Regions from separate parts of the Ovis aries genome. Here region 2 is linked to region 1. Evidence: chromatin contacts called from public Hi-C data. All regions are on one chromosome and are shown on one strand. Each heading gives the region's core, a stretch centred on a gene start, on an enhancer-like site or on the middle of the called end of the contact. The rest is flanking DNA. Distances are from core to core; before and after follow the strand shown. Region 1 holds the start of SLC2A3 (solute carrier family 2 member 3). Region 2 holds the start of NECAP1 (NECAP endocytosis associated 1).

Region 1 (3,114 bases), core at 556-3,055:
GTTTGATATTGAAAACTCCAACTAAAAATCTTGATATATCTACTGAAAAAAATTTTAATATATATGTAACTTTGTTCTGTATTTTCCAAGTCTCCTGTAAATGTGTTATTATACTTTCATAATTTAAAAAAGAGAAATACCATGAAGATAAAATTTAAAAAAAGAAAATTAAAAAACAAGAGATTAATGTACTAGAACTCAGCTGGTTGGTAGTATGAAAACAACAACTTAACCGTTTAGGTAGTGAATAAGGAACACAAAAGAACTGAAGAGCTTATCTGGTGATATAGATGATCATGAAGAGTAAACCTGGGGAAATTCTGGAAAGAAAATTTTGGAAGGGACAAGTTAGGAGAACTGGGTTAGTCCGTTTGTCAGTATTCAAACAGCAGCCCCAGGTAAATAAATCCCCAGGCAAGCACAGAATTGTGCTCAGGGATAGAAAAAACTGAGGGCAGACAGCAAAGCCTTAGGATTGTTCTTAGAACAGATTATTCCGCGACCAGCTAGAGCCAGTGTAGGCTCACCCGTACCCCAAATTCCACAAAAGCACGAGTGGTACTGATGTGTCGTCATCACCAGGCTGCTCGCAACTCTGGGTCCCAGAATGTGCAGGATCCGCCCGCCGTACCACCGTACCCTTCCTTGGTCCCATCTGAAATTCTTCCCGTTCCCTTAAAGAGGTACTGCTATCCCCCACCCACCCACCAGGGGGCGAGAACAAGCTGACTCCCAATCCAAAATGGAGACATTTTGTGAGGGGGCTGTGCTGAAACCAACCCAGTCATCACTCACCTTGTCGGGGATAATTCTAGTAGGTGTGATCTTAATTTCCACCCCAAGAGAGCTCAGTTTTTATGCCTGAGAGCTCCCCGCCCCCGCCAACCCTTTCTCATCTTAAACTCCTTCCCTATCAAGTCAGGCAGTGGCAGGCCTCGAGTTAACAGTTCCCCAAATTGACCTTGCCTCCACCGGCATCTAAGTACCCCCGAGGCCAGCGGGGGCAGCGCTTTCTATTTCATTCACTCCTTTTAGTAGAAACCTCTTATTTTCTCTCATCATTTAACTCCTGAGGGCCTTCCTACTTTTTCATCCCTTCTCCCATCTTTTATTTTCAGATAAATTACCTTAGTGAAAATGCCCTTCTCCCAGCAAATACCGCATCCACAACACTCAATAATAAATATACTGTGCGGTTACAATCATGGAATTCTCTCTCCTTAGGTAATTCAGGGAATCCCACAAGTCATAGAACAGATGATGGCTGGACACCGACCCGGCACCCCCAAAACAAACCTCAGGTCTTTTCAAGGTCTAAAGCATCAACACCACCATACGCCCCCGATCCCCTGAACGCTCAACTTCACATCCTCAAAAGCATGTAATTGTATTAAAGAAAACACAAACACACACACCCATGTGTGTAATACAAACAACTTCTCCAGGTGACTTTTCCCACACCAAGAAGGTGAATGGAACTGGGATAAATCCTTCATAGGACATGACATCCGAAAAGAATTGTGTAAGTGCGGCACTGCAGGCTGGGAGAGCAATGGGAAAGGCTTCCAGATTGCTAGGTGACTCCGCGGAACAGAGCTCAGCCAACGCCGGTATAGCTTGCCTTTCCGAGTGCAACCCAAGCCGGCAAAAATAACCGGTAACCGTATCGCTCTTACCTTCGTGGTCCCCATGGCCCTAATTTAATTCTTTTCAAATCTTCGATAAAGATCTAGGAGTGGGACTCCAGAGACCCCTCTTCCAGGCAGCAAAACCTCCAAAATGTCCTCTATCGGCGGCAAGTTTTCCTCCAGGTCCTCAGTAGCGGAGCCTATATCTCATGCGCCTATATAAGCTTCGGAGAGGGCGGAGCCCGGGAGACAAGCCCCCAGCCCCACCCTACCCGCCTCCAATCTTTGGAGCTCCTCGTAAGTGTAGACCTCAAACACTGCCCCCTCCCTAGGCAACACCCCCCAACCCACCCTTCAAGCCTGCTTTGGAAAACCACATCCTGCCCCCACCCTACTTCATTTTTTTTTTTTAAAGCTTCTCCTCCTTCCCCGTTTTAAGAGCACGTTTCACAGACAAAATGCTACCAGAAAAACCCTGGAGGGAGGGCAGATACACTTTATTTTTTGCTCTCGCAAGGGCTCAGAATTGAATCAATCCGTAAAAAGGTGAGAATAAAGGCTATCCATATTCGGCAAAGGTCGCTGGATGTGAACAGAAAACATTCATAATCCTATGACTTTATCAGCTGCTCTTTGATTGCAGGCTGTGTCTACAATCTTGGAGGGGAGGGAAGGACAGTCTGGAGAAGGAAAGCCAAAGAAGGAAGAATTGGAAGAGCTTTTGGCTCCACTTGCCCTCTGACTTAGCATAGTCTCTCCTGGGGGAAAACCTGAATATCCAGGAGCCAAACCAATTCTTCCTGGGTTCCAGGAAGCAGAGAATCAGCTGGCCTGGGACACAATCCACACTCCTGAAAATGTTGTTCACCAGCTTCCCACCCAGCTGAATCCCACCCACTCTGCAGTGTTTTGCCCCTAGTCCCATGTTGACAGCATCTAGAGAGAGAACAGCTGTAAGGTTCCATTAAACAGGTATTTTATTTGCAGAGCACAAACTGTGTATCAGAAAGAAGTTGGGGATTCATCAGTAGAGAAGATCAAAAAATCCAGGCCCTCAGGAATCGACGGTGCTCCCCTTCTTCCACTTCAAACATTCAAGAGGGACCAGGGCAACTGCTTCTTACACAGCTGGAGAGAACTGCCAACATCCTATTCCTTCTAGGCTGTGAGAGAAAAGCATGAGATACACATCTGATTTCCAAGCCATACAAGAGAAGTGAGCAAGATGAGGAGGAAAAAGATAGAAGGAAAATGAGAGCAGAGGAAGATGAAGGAAAATAAAAGGCCAGTGAAGTGACTCCCATGTGAGAGTAAAGGAAGGGGGGCAGTTTAGTTGTAGTTAAAGAGTTGGGTGAGCAATTATGTCAGGCCTTTATGGTGGGAAATTATCAATAGTCAAGTTCCCAATGCCTATTAATCTGTAGCCTAGCAACCCCAGCCGGGGGAAGAGGGGCAGAAACAGGTGAAGAGGTAGAATTTGGCTGGA
Region 2 (3,127 bases), core at 42-2,541, 140 kb after region 1:
CATTTCATCCTCTGTCGTCCCCTTCTCCTCCTGCCTCAAATCCCTCCCAGCATCAGAGTCTTTTCCAGTGAGTCAACTCTTTGCATGAGGTGCCCAAAGTATTGGAGTTTTAGCTGTAGCATCATTCCTTCCAAAGAACACCCAGGACTGATCTTTAGAATGGACTGGTTGGATCTCCTTGCAGTCCAAGGGACTCTCAAGAGTCTTCTCCAACACCACAGTTCAAAAGCATCAGTTCTTTGGTGCTCAGCTTTCACAGTCCTCACATCCATGCATGACTACTGGAAAAACCATAGCCTTGACTGCTGCTGCTGCTGCTGCTGCTGCTGCTGCTGCTGCTAAGCCGCTTCAGTCGTGTCCGACTCTGTGCGACCCCACAGACGGCAGCCCACCAGGCTCCCCGGTCCCTGGGATTCTCCAGGCAAGAACACTGGAGTGGGTTGCCATTTGCTTCTCCAATGCACGAAAGTGCAGTCGCTCAGTCCTATCCGACTCTTCGTGATCCCATGGACTGCAGCCTACCAGGCTCCTCCGTCCATAGGATTTTCCAGGCGAGTACTGGAGTAGGGTGCCATTGCCTTCTCCGTAGCCTTGACTAGATGGACCTTTGTTGGCAAAGTAATGTCTCTATTTTTGAATATGCTATCTAGTTGGTCATAACTTTCCTTCCAAGGAGTAAGCGACTTTTAATTTCATGGCTACAGTCATCATCTGCAGTGATTTTGGAGCCCCCCCCAAAATGAAGTCTGACACTGTTTCCACTGTTTCCCCATCTATTTCCCATGAAGTGATGAGACCAGATGCCATGATATTAGTTTTCTGAATGTTGAGCTTTAAGCCAACTTTTTCACAGGTATCCAATTTGGGATTACGGACCCGCGGATACCTCTTTTCTCTTGGAAACTACGGTTAAGAAGTGACTCTTGGAAGAAAAAAAATTCGCCAGGCTTCGAGATGGTCCTCGTTCTCCCAGAGCACTGCTGGCACCTCCCGAGAGCAAGATGGCGCTTTCCCTTCTCGCCTTTCGGGGATGGAGATATCCTTAACGTGAATCACGCACTTGGAAGGCATCCTTGCCATTACCCAAAATGGTGATTCCCGCAACCTCACCGTTTCCAGGTTTCAACATGGCTTCCGCAACCAGCGCCAACGGCGGTTAATCTCAGGACGCCTGCCGAACTCTCGAGGAAGTGGCGTCAGCGGAAGTGCGTAAACGGAAGTTGTTTTAGAAGTTAAGTCCCCGGCTCTACGTCCCGCCCCCGCGCTGCCGCCCCGCCCCCCGCGGCCCTGCGAGTAGAGCCAAGATGGCGTCCGAGTTGGAGTACGAGTCTGTACTGTGTGTGAAGCCTGACGTCAGCGTCTACCGGATTCCTCCTCGGGCCTCCAACCGCGGTTACAGGTACTAACTTCGAGTCACTGCGGCACGCGCTCACCCGGTCGGGCTTGACACTTTGTTTCCCAGGTAGCAGGCCGCCCGTCCGTGCCATTGCCGCCTCTGGATTGTTACCTTGCTAGCCTGACCACCTGGGTTTTTGTCACCTTTCCCCCTGCTGTTTCCCCACTCTGGACTGCCGACATCCTTGTTTCCGGCTCTTAAAAAAAAAATTACCATCCTCTACCCTCCCACCGCTCTCCCCCCGGACCCCTCTGGGTTACCCATCTGCTCCCCATTATTCTCCTCCTGTCGTGTCTGCGGCTTGGCCAGTCACCTTTCCTTCGCTCATGCCTGCGTCCTTCAAGTTGTCACCCTTATCGTCCCATCCCTACTTCCCACCCCCCGCACCCCCTATTTCCAATACCTGGTGCGCATTTGTTGGTGATTATTGTGTCTTAGGCCCCTCTCTGGATGAGATAGTTTATCTTTTGTGCCGTTCAGTCTTGCCACCAAATACCACCATCCACCATATACTATAGTATAGGTGATATTATAGTATTTTCAAGCCTTCCTTCCCTCTTAACTTCTCATATAGTTTTTACTTTCAGAGTTAACACAGCGTTTTATCTGGAGGGCTAACTAACCATTTTGTAACCCAATGACTATGAGGGCTTGAGGATGCTGTCTAAAGTTATGGACATGCAGTCCAAAGAATTAACTTGCAACTCACTGGGTTACCTGTTAAAAAATATGAGTGTGAGCCCTGGCAATTTAACAGCTATGTGATTTGATACAAATCTTTTAGCCTCTCCAAGCCTAAGTTTTCTCATCTGTAAAATAGAAAAAAAAAAAAAGAGGATGGGGGAGGGGGTGATAATAAAACCTACTCTAGCTATGTACCTTTAGAAGTTTTTGGAGAGTTAAATGAAATCATAATAAATGTAAAAATAATTAAAAATGAATTTCCTAAAAAGAATTCAGTAAACAGTAAAGCAGTCGATAAATACAGTATTTTGATTTCTCTCTCTGACTCACATCACCAGCATGATTTTCCTCTTGTCATTTGTTACCTCGGCTTAAAAATTACCCTCTCCCTGTGTCTTATGTTGTACTTCCTTATCAGAGGTTTGTTCATCCTGAATCAGTATCTCTGTGCTTGCTGACCTGTGCACTAGATCCTGTGATTACCTAAAAGGTAATCCTAATTTCAGGCTTTCAATCAGACCCCAGCTGACTGTGAATAAGACTCTACATGCTTTTTGATGATAGTCACGGGGCCTAATACCTGTGAGTCAGCTGAGACCTCTTTTCCTTTGGCCAGCCTTCCTTGACCTTTTTGTTCTGGATTAGGTGTGCTCTGCGTCCCTCCATAGTGCTTGTTCTTGACTCTATCACTTGCCTGCCTTCTACGTTCTAATTGGTTGGTTGTTCTCCCAGTTCACCAGACTAGACCATGAACAACTTGAGGTCTTCTTAAACTTAGATCTTTTAAACATTTTCTAGGATCTAGCACAGTTTCCTGCACATAGTGGAGACTCTGTAAATGTTGACTGAAAAGAATTAATAGGTTACACTTAAATTAGCATTGATTAATCTGTTAAATAAGGTAAAATAGCTGATGATCTCTAACTTTAGGTATTAAGACTTCCTAAAAGATATGATACACATTGAAGTGGGTTTCAGTTCTTTTTCAGTCCGACTTTTTGCAGCTCTGTGAACCTGCCAGGCTCATGGAATTCTCTAGGCAAGAAT

What was found. A called contact is a pair of places that touch in the nucleus more often than the background predicts.
Region 2: a contact with region 1 is called in a Hi-C map of tail adipose tissue, with 4 times the contacts expected there. The contact joins the promoter of NECAP1 here to the promoter of SLC2A3 in region 1. A contact is called at or near these places in 8 of 16 Hi-C or Micro-C datasets (blood, hypothalamus, liver and 3 more).

What each region holds. Positions count from the first base shown.
Region 1 is chr3:207,059,136-207,062,249 of ARS-UI_Ramb_v3.0, forward strand. SLC2A3 (solute carrier family 2 member 3) reads right to left here and starts at 1,806. Exons shown (of 10, transcript NM_001009770.1): 1 at 1,677-1,806. The coding sequence starts at 1,691.
Region 2 is chr3:207,199,923-207,203,049 of ARS-UI_Ramb_v3.0, forward strand. It overlaps NECAP1 (NECAP endocytosis associated 1), which reads left to right and starts at 1,292. Exons shown (of 8, transcript XM_004006895.5): 1 at 1,292-1,399. The coding sequence starts at 1,305.